2 separate regions of the Bos taurus genome follow, and region 1 is linked to region 2. Evidence: chromatin contacts called from public Hi-C data. All regions are on one chromosome and are shown on one strand. Each heading gives the region's core, a stretch centred on a gene start, on an enhancer-like site or on the middle of the called end of the contact. The rest is flanking DNA. Distances are from core to core; before and after follow the strand shown.

Evidence for each region. Hi-C and Micro-C count contacts between places; a contact is called where the count stands out from the background.
Region 1: a Hi-C map of liver shows a contact between it and region 2, with 4 times the contacts expected there. The contact joins two enhancer-like sites. A contact is called at or near these places in 3 of 11 Hi-C or Micro-C datasets (liver and skeletal muscle).

Annotation. Positions count from the first base shown.
Region 1 is chr28:7,759,326-7,763,855 of ARS-UCD2.0, forward strand. It overlaps LOC132344120 (a long non-coding RNA gene), which reads left to right. Exons shown (of 3, transcript XR_009493234.1): 2 at 1-4,130. Among named protein-coding and RNA genes, the nearest start is that of MIR2402, 75 kb to the right of the region's middle. Within about 2 kb of position 1,371, at least 27 of the 102 cell types and tissues checked have an H3K27ac peak or open chromatin away from gene starts, as enhancers often do. A contact at or near this core is called in liver, where this site is marked.
Region 2 is chr28:7,498,647-7,503,837 of ARS-UCD2.0, forward strand. No RefSeq gene overlaps it. Among named protein-coding and RNA genes, the nearest start is that of IRF2BP2, 97 kb to the left of the region's middle. Within about 2 kb of position 3,400, at least 14 of the 102 cell types and tissues checked have an H3K27ac peak or open chromatin away from gene starts, as enhancers often do. A contact at or near this core is called in liver, where this site is marked.

The DNA.
Region 1 (4,530 bases), core at 121-2,620, 260 kb after region 2:
GCACGTGGGCTTCGTTGCCCTGCAGCACGTGGGATCATACTTTCCCGATCAGGAACTGAACCTGCACCCCCTGCAGTAGAAGGCAGTCTTAACCACTAGACCACCAGGTTATTGTGGCTGTTCAGTCACTCAGTCGTGTCCAGCTCTTTGCAATCCCATGGACTGCAGCACACCAGGCTTCCTTGTCCTTCACTGTCTCCCGGAGTTTGCTCAAACTCATGTCCGTTGAGTCAGTGATGCCATCCAACCACTAGGGGAATCCCTTAATCTCTTCTTCGTATGCAGACACCAACCAGATTGAATCAGAGCCTCATTTTTAACTGAAAGCAGCCTCATTTTAACTTAATCCCCTCTTTAAAGACCCTGAATCCAAATACAGCCACATTCTGAGGTTCCAAAAGTTAGAATTTCCACAAAAGTGAGGCCAGAAAGGAAGTTAGCAAACACACAGAGCTGCTACCATGGGCTTGGAGCCATGCCATACAGCAGGGACCAAAGATAAGAAGATACAGTCTCATTGTGGCTGAATGACTAAATGACAGTCCTAGCGAGTGAGTCAGTGGATGGATCAATGATGAATGAATGGGATGAACAAACATCAAAACTGCTGCTGGAGCCCAGAGAGCTGATTAGACATAACCATACTGAGTCCAGAAGCATAGCTGAGTCCAGAGCCAGCAGCCCACTCCCACCTCCATCTACAAAGGGGTCTCAGAGATCGTTAGAGAAGCAAAGTGGCAAAGGGGCTTCTATTCCCTGTCCAGGGGAGTCTGACCAGCTCTTGGCTAAAACTAAACAGGGTCAGTGTGCTCAGAGATGCTTGCAGATGAAAACCAGACTTTTCTTCATACTTAGCCTACTGCTCCGGGGGAGACCTGGGGAGACACTCCTGCTATGATTCCAATGGCCCCAGGGCCACAAATCAGATGGAAAGCCCCCAGGAGCAGCATCTCAGGTTAGCCAGGGCGGGAAGGAGGACCACCTGCCCACCAGCTGCCATGCAGTGACAGGTGGGGTACCATCCCTGGGATGTTGACACCCGTGAAATGAGAGTGAAAGTCTCCATACCCTCAACTCCATCCCCTGCAAATACTCTCTGAGGCCAGAACTGAGACCAGGAGCCAGGAGGTCAATGGAGAGGAACAGAAAGGCAAGATTCCTGTCCCAGTCATTATTAACATGTGTTTCTCCTGACTGCAAGCACACCGGCCACGTCACACAATTATTATTGTCTGCACTGTGGCTGTGTACTTAATCAGTCTTCAGAGAGATTTCTAAACAGGTCTTTTTGTGGCCTAGCAGAGGTCAGAGTTCCCAGGACCATCAGTCAGAGCCTGCAGGGGGCAGGCCAGCTGTCCATCATCCGCTCGAGGCCGCTGCAAGCAGACTTTGAACCGGTTCCTGTGACCTGTCTGTCAGGCTCCCCATGAACCCTGGTCATCAGTCAGTTCCTGAATTACAGCACACAGCAGTCCTCCCCTGCTCGGATGATTCCCTTTTATTGTGTTCCAATACATTCTCCCTCTGGCCCCAATGGGATCGCCTCTGAGTGGCCTGTCCTTCAATTTTTACTACCGAATCTGTGGCTCAGAAGCCTTGGGTTGGTATTTCCTCTGCCCTCGGAGGGATTTTTATGGGGTTTTTATTTGGTTTCATTTTTGCCATGCTTCTCAGAACGTTTCCTTTGTTCTTCTCACTCTGCTCTGAGCCTCCAAGGCCGTCCCCTCAGAAGATCACACACAGCTGTGGCCTCAAACATGTATCCCCCCCAAAAAAAGGTGGTTGAGGAAACCCCCATCTTTTATGGATTTTCAAGCAGTAAAATGATGGTTTCTGAGGGTTCAAAAGGCACCTCCTCCCCTTGGCCAGGCCACTCACTGCAGCCCCCACAAGCAGAGGTGAGGCGGCCCAGGACCCCCGCCTACAGTGCCCAGGGTTAGTGGATCTACTGTTTGTCTACCTAGGATGGGCGCCCCCTTCTTTGAAAAATACTGCCACCCCTGAACTGATCATAGCAACCAAATGTGGGCAGCCTCCTGCTCAAAGATCCACCCCCGACCACAGAGATGGAACTGGGAACTATCATCTGACCCCTGCAAAGGCCATCAGGTGGAACTTTTGAACTCTCGGCCCCCTCTCTAGCAGTGAAGCTGGGAGGCGCGATAAGCAGAAGCTACTGTTGTGTACATTCCCTGTCATGTAGAGAAAGCTTATCAAAGAGATTGAAATCCATATTGGGGTAGAAGATGAGACCAAGATTGAGAAAGAGATGAGAGTGCCTGGCAGGGTCAGGTCCCATTTCAGGCATTCTTAGAGTCCCTTTTTGAAGCCCTGAGTGATCTGGGTCGAATTTCTCTTTCGTGTGGCTAATAATAGCTTCCCCATGAAACTCACCAGGGAGTGGACGCTGGCCATCCTGCCCAAGCAAGACCAGCTGTCCTCAGCTTCGGCCATGGGAACAGGAGGGAAAGGAGAGGAGGAGAAGGGACCATCATCCAAGGTTGTTTAGGACACTGAAATACAGAACCCCTGTCACAACTCTGGGAGGATTTCCACGTCTTTGTCAAGTCAGTACTTTCAGGATTGGACGCTCTCAGGCAGAGGTCATTATCTGGATAGTCAGTGTTTCTTACAACAGGATTCAGTGATGGTGGTGATGGCGGGTAAGCAGCACACAGAGCATGGAGGTGATTATGACTCTGCTCATGGGAAGGGAGCAGCGGGGCCCCTGGGTATTACTGATGGACAGATGGACTCCATGCAAACTAGTTCAACACGTCTGATACCTGCCAAAGCCGAGCGCCTCAGAGCCCAAATGTTCTTCCAGATATGACCCCCAAATCAAGGAAACCCCCTAGATGGCCAAGGATCTAGAGAGGCTTCTGCTCCCCAGCTCACTGTGTCTCTCTCAGCTGGAAGCACAGGCAGGCCTCAAGTCAGAAGGGCTTACCCAACAAGGAGGGAGGCAGAGAGTTCAGCTAATCCCCTGACCCATCCCAAAGGGTGGGAGGAAAGCCAGCAACCACAGGGGTCAGCGCCTCCATTCTGACTCCAAAGATTCTAGCTAAAGCGGCCCAGGGCCCCTGGCACCACCCTAAAAAACGGATCCAATCTTGAGTCAGAGAGGAAGCCGACAGTCACTGAATCACCCGTCCACTTCCTTCTACCCACAGCCGCTGGGCCAAGACCAGCAGCCGCTTCCAAGGGGCAGCTCGGTGACCAGTGCTCGGAAAAGCTGAGGCTCTGCAGAAGGGCTAGCAGGACCGAACCACCAAGACCCACTTCCCCGAGGTGCCCCACCCCCTGCATTTTCCAAAGTAAAGCTTCACGTCTTGTGACAGCCCCGTTCCTGTCCTGTGCTGCCCTTGGCTGGGTTATTTTTCACTTCCCTGTTCAGAACACAGCCACACTTTCCAAATGCCATGAATCATCACCACGAAGCAACGGCCATTCAGCCAGGCAGGAAACCACGGAGGAGCAGACCTAGGAGGAACAGCAATCCTGCAGCTGACTCTGGTGCGGCTGGGCATCCTGAGGCCACCATAGAGACTGGATGGAGCTGCCACTCTCGGGACCCATTCTCCTCCATCGTCTGCCACGGCTGTCCTCCACTCTCTGATCCACCCTTGCACTGAGTTCCAGGCAGCATTTCTGACTTTGTTCTTACGGCTTTCTTGGTTGTGTTGGCTAACGTGAAGCTGTCATCTTCCAGTCCTGGGAGGGAGAGAAATGGGCAGATCCATTCAAGACCCAGGAAGCTGGGACTTCCCTGGTGGTCCAGTAGTTAAGAATCCACCCTCCAGTGCAGGGGACCCGGATTCAATCCCTGGTCTGGAAACAGGGATCCCACATGCTGCAGGGCAACTAAGCCTGCGCGCTGCAACTGACAAAGTCCTTGGGCTCAAACAAAGTGGCTGAGCAGCCTGCAAGCAGTACTGCAAGAATGTTACAAAGGTCATCCCTGTCATCCAAGCCTCTTGATGACCGAAACCATGTGGCCTTCCAGATGCCATTCAGTAAGCACCCGAAAGTAGTCACCAGGGAGCCTATGAATAAATCAATCAACGAAAGAGTCTCGTCCTCAAAGAGCTTCAAACTGTCCTGTGCTAGGCAACTGGCTCCTCTGAATAGTAAGTCTGCTTTTGTGCCAGAGCTGGGTTCTTGTGTAATAAGGAGAACCTAATTTGAAGTCATTATTTTTGCCTCTGTTCAATCACAGACAATGCCATTTGCAAGTAAAGCAATCTTAGGACTTCCCTGGAGATCGTTCTGAGCTTCCACTGTAGGGAGTGCAGGTTCGGTCCCTGGTCAGGGAACTAACATCCAGAGTGCCGAGAGGCATGGCCAAAAAAAATGTAAAACAACCGAGGAAGTGCAAGTCAATATGACAATATTGTGTCAGTTTTAACCTATCAGATTGACTACAACCTTAAATATTAACAGTGGCCAGAGAGTGAGAAACGAGCACTGCCCTATACTGTTGGTGGATGTGGAGTGTTACACATTTTCTGGAGGCAGTTTGATCCTGTG
Region 2 (5,191 bases), core at 2,150-4,649:
CCAGCAACACGCTCATGCCCAACAGTCCTTTCTGTGGTTCTATCAGGAAGATCACATATTCTCTCTCCCCCAAAGACCTCAGGTCTCCAGTTTGTTTTTGAAAATATGGTATCATATCAAAAATACAGAGATAGGGCCTGGGGACAGAATATAGGAATGTGAGGTTTAAATATAGTTGGATAAACTTTTTAAATCCCAACTTTTTATGAAGGGAAGGGAGCTTAATTTAAACAAGCAAATGATTACAGGCGCCTACCAGCACATAAACAGGATCATAATTTGAAAGGTGGTCATCATTCTTCAGAGTTCAGCCGTTATCCTGGTCTGAATTTCTAGCCCTGTTTTCCCCACACAAGAGGCTCAAGTGAGCTGAGGTTTTGGCCTGTGTTAACAGCCACTTTTTTTTGGCAAAGAACAGGACAGAACACACAGCAATCAAATCAGCCTCGACATTGGCTCCAAACACCCAATGTGCCTGGACACGATGGTGTATTTTCAGGCACATATAAACTTGGCCTGCATTCTTCAGGCCGTGAGTCTGGCACCTCTCTGGATCAGTAAATAAGCTTTTTGAAAAGCCCAAACAAACCATAAGGAAATCCTGCATTCTGAAACAAAAGGTATAAAAGCTAAGTAAAGACACACACTGCCATTGTCTCCTTTGCCAGGATGTGAGCCGTTGCCTTGGGAGAAAGATAACATGAAAGACGCCATAATTGCAGGGCCAAGACCGTGGGCCCTGTGAAACAGAACAAAAAATAGCAAAAAAAAAAAAAAAGAAAGAAAGAAAAGAAATGCTCCGTGTGTTTTCAGCCGGGCCAGGGGAAAAAAAATCAAAGGAGCAACTCCCTCTTGAACTTGTTCAAAAAATGGAGACACAAGGGAGGGGAAATGAGAAAGAACACCAGGATTAGGTTAAAGTTTTCAGGAAAAACATGAGGGTGGGAGAGAGAAAGGAAGAAAGAAAGAAAAAGGCAGAACAATTTAATGACAGCCAAAGGAGCTAAGGGGAATAGGGTGTGTTTTTAAAAACATGTTTGCTTTTTTCTTTCCCCTTTTTTCCCTTTGTTCAGGGGAAGGAGTGTGGAAAAAGAAAAAATTGGCCCATTTCATGAATGAGAAGAGAGTTGAAAACCAGACGGCTTTACATTCGCTGAGCTTTTAAATGGCTCTTTAAAAAAGTATCTTAAGGAAAATAAAGTTAAGGGGTAAGGACCATTGGAAAATAATGAAGATCGGTCAATAAACTATTGATAAACATGGGTTAAGAAGGGAATATTTAGAAAAATTGAAGATATACAAATGAGAGATTGCAATAACACGCATGCCAGGGTATTCAGTGGATGTATATATGTATGTATGTATATATATACACACATAGTTAGTGTTTGTCCCTTGGTCATGTCCGACTTTGTGACTCCATGGATTGTAGCCTGCCAGGCTCTTTTGTACATGGAATTCTCCAGGCAAGAATACTGGAGTAGGTTGCCATTCCCTTCTCCAAGGGATCTTCCCAACTCAGGGATCGAACCCAGGTCGTATGCACTGCAGGCAGATTCTTTATTATCTGAGCCTCCAGAGAAGCCCATGTATATGTATACATACATATGTATATACATATATCTCTATATATATACACATATATATTCTTTTCCAGATTCTTTCGAATATAGTTCCCGGTGTTATACAGTAAGTCCTTGTTGTTGATCTATTTTACATACAGTGGTGTGTATCTGCTAATCCCACATTTCTAATTTCACACCCCCTCTTCTCATTTTGGTGACCATAAGATTGTTTTCTAGAGGCAATTATCTTTACTGCCATCCTGTATATAGGGGGTACTGAGAAGAGGTGTCTTAACATTACGTTGCATCTTGTACTAATGTCGTGCATGATAAATGAACTCATTGTTCTCAAGGTCTTGCATGTTAGTCTGGATCTCATGTTTACCTCCTTCTTCAGTGGCAATATTCGAGAACTGACTCAAGCAAAAGAAGTTTAAAATGCTGTTTGGCAGGGAGCTAAGCTGGGTGCTCTGTGATAACCTAGAGGAGTGGGATGGTGGTGGCCGTGAGACGGAAGTCCAAGAGGGAGGAGATGTATGTGTACATATAGTTGATTTTAGAGGTGGTTGGATAGCATAACCGATTCAATGGACATGAAGTTGGGCAAGCTCCGGGAGACAGTGAGAGACAAGGAGGCCTGGAGTGCTTCAGTTCATGGAGGCTACAGAGTTGGACCTGACTTAGCGACCGAACAACAATAAGATAGCTGATTCATTTTGTCACACAGCAGAAACTAACAACGCTGTAAAGCAATTATACGTCAATAAAAAGATAAACTAAAATGCCATTGGTACTAAACAGAAACAGAAATACATCCCCCAGTAGAAAAGGAAATTCAGGCACCAGGTAATCAGGGGATCGTTAAAGATCCAAGACCATGCCAATGACTAAATTATGATCTATGTTCTAGAATTCACACATCTTCCAAGAGGAGGACGAGGAAAGAAGGTGACCTGGATCTCAGGTGCTCATGCAGGCTTGCTGCTGGGAGTCAGCACAGAGGCAGGCCTGGTCTGCATTCACAATGTGGCCACTGCCAGAGCTGGCTGTTTATTTTTTTCCTAGTCGTTTCCCTCCTCCAGGATGGCAGAGCTAAATAAATGAACACCACATCATTCTTTCAAGCCCCCTCCCCAAGCACATTTCAGAAGGACTCCAGCTACACATTGTGAATTGTACCTGCCCTTTTATGAGGCCAACTAGGGCTTCACTGGTGGTTTAGGCAAATCTAACTTAGAAGAATCTGCCTGCAATGCAGGAGACCCAGGTTTGCTCTCTGGGTTGGGAAGATCCCTTGGAGAAGGAAATGGCAACCTACTCCAGTATTCTTGCCTGGAGAATTCCATGGACAGAGGAGCCTGGCGGGCTACAGTTCATGGGGTCACAAAGAGTCGAATACGACTGAGCAACTAACACTAAATAACGCATTTTATGCCAGAACAGCCCAGTCAAGAGAGAGGAGGGAAATGCCTTACTGGTTCCTGCACAGAGACAAGACCAAGGGAGACATGGATTTTCAGCTACTGGTCTTGTTATGAGGGCTTTGAGAGTTCAGATGACAAGGGGGTGAAGGTGGTTAGTGGACACACCTACACACCACGTAAGCATCTCTTGCTGAATTACCCCATCCTGAGCTGGCAGGCAACAGACACAGGCCTTCATTACCTCCTGGATGGGTCTCTGGGGGCCCCTCCAGTTTCTGCCCCTCCAGACTGGGCCACGCATCCAGGGCCTCCCTGCCCACACAGGTTACTCATCCCCAGCCATCTGCTCTGGAACACTGTCAGGGTCAGTGTTTTTACGTTGCCTGATGCACTGATGGATCAATGACAGTCAGCAGAGAACAAGCGGTGCCAGAGAGGAATGTCCTCTTCTTCTGGGCTGACTCAGCTGGGGACAGGAAGACCAGGCATCTGGCATTTGGCAAAGCCCTTGATCGTCCCTTACGAAATATTAACTGAAATGGATTTGCGTTGGCTTGGTTCTGAGAAGGTCACTCAGGATGCATTTAAAAGGCAAAGGCCCTGTGTCAACAAAGGGAGGAGATAAGCAGCTTGCTGTCTCTCTGCGCTAATGTGTCCGATCGTGTACCTCAGACTCGGTTTTATATCTCTCTGCAGATCAGTGTGTTTTTATGACAACCGTCTCCATAGCAACCAGGTGTCCAGACACACAGCGGATCTCAGGGATATTAAATCTCAGCCTGGGAGGGAACCCCCTCTTGGCTGTAGTTTCTGTGGAGCCATTTGGGGATGAAGGCTGGTGGGTGGGCTCTGGGGACGTGTGTGGGCTTCCCTAGGGTCCTGCTGGGAGAGGAGACTTTTCTGGATTATTTTTACTAACTATCCAGAAGAAAGGGTAAATAGCAGGTCAATTCAACGCTGATGAAACTAAATGGAAAAGAGTTGCAAACACCAGAGAAATTATCTCAATGGTAGAGGAGCAAATAATCAAGTGAGGATTGTCCTGGTGAGCCCAGATCTTGGTGTTAGTATTCCAAAATGAGAAGGTAGGGGAGGTGAACAATGAGGGGACTGTTTGAGGAGGTCTGGGAGAGAATGATGGCAACTTCCCTGGGTCAGGAAGATCCCCTGGAGGAAGAAATGGCAACCTATTCCAATATTCCTGCCTGGGAAATCCCATGGACAGAGGAGCCTGGTGGGCTACAGTCAATGGGGTCATAGAGTTAGACATCAAAGCGAGACTGAGCACATATACCTAATCTTAAAACAGGGAAGCCACACAAGGTGGGGGAGTGAAGGGCTCCAGGGGAAGGGGCCATGCAGCTGAGGCTCCCCTAGGGTGGTCAGGTGAGTGCAGAGAGCTGATCTAGCGGGGAGCAGAGGGGGATGGTGGGATGCAGGGGGGCCGGGATGCAGGAGGGGGTGTGGAGGACCCACAGGGCAGTATCTTCTTATGGCAGCTCCTTATCGCTGGGGGCAGTCATGCCATGAGTCACCCCGGGTTCTCCCCAAAGCTGAGTCTGGCTGACCCCGATCCCAGTATCCTGCCGTACCCAGGGCCTCTTTTGTTTTGAAGTGTTGCCCCTGGGCTAGCAACTCACACAGGGCAGGATAAGGATGGTCCAGACAGAACCGGAAGGAAGGCACAGCTGATGAAATGGAACAAAGGGATAGTGGTTGGAAGCCTGAGTGACATCTAAATAGGCTGCAAATGGCCTTTTGGGGGGAACTCCCCTTGCTGTCATAATCTAAACCAGGACTGGACTAGGCGGGGTGGCCTGCTGGGGAGGTGACCCACGGGCGAGAGGGAGGAGGGTAAGGCCGCCTCCCCTCTCCCTTCTCCCCCTCAGTGATCATCGTATCAGCCCACGAGTCACAGGGCTGAGGTTCACATGTGTGCTTTGTCTATTGCAGGACGATACTTGGATCCCTCACACTAGGTGTGTCCATTAAAGAAAGCTGACCTCTCCCGGAGGAAAGCCAGGGGTTAAATCTGTAACCATCAGCAAGTCTGCCAACAAAATAAAAGGAAGCCACATTCTCCATGAATGAAGGAAGGAGCAGGAGGAAGGTAGTCCCACCCCCTCCCCTCCCCTTTTCTTTTTTTAAAACATGAGTAAGATCCTCAATATGTTTGAGATCATTTAGCAAATTGTCTGAAAG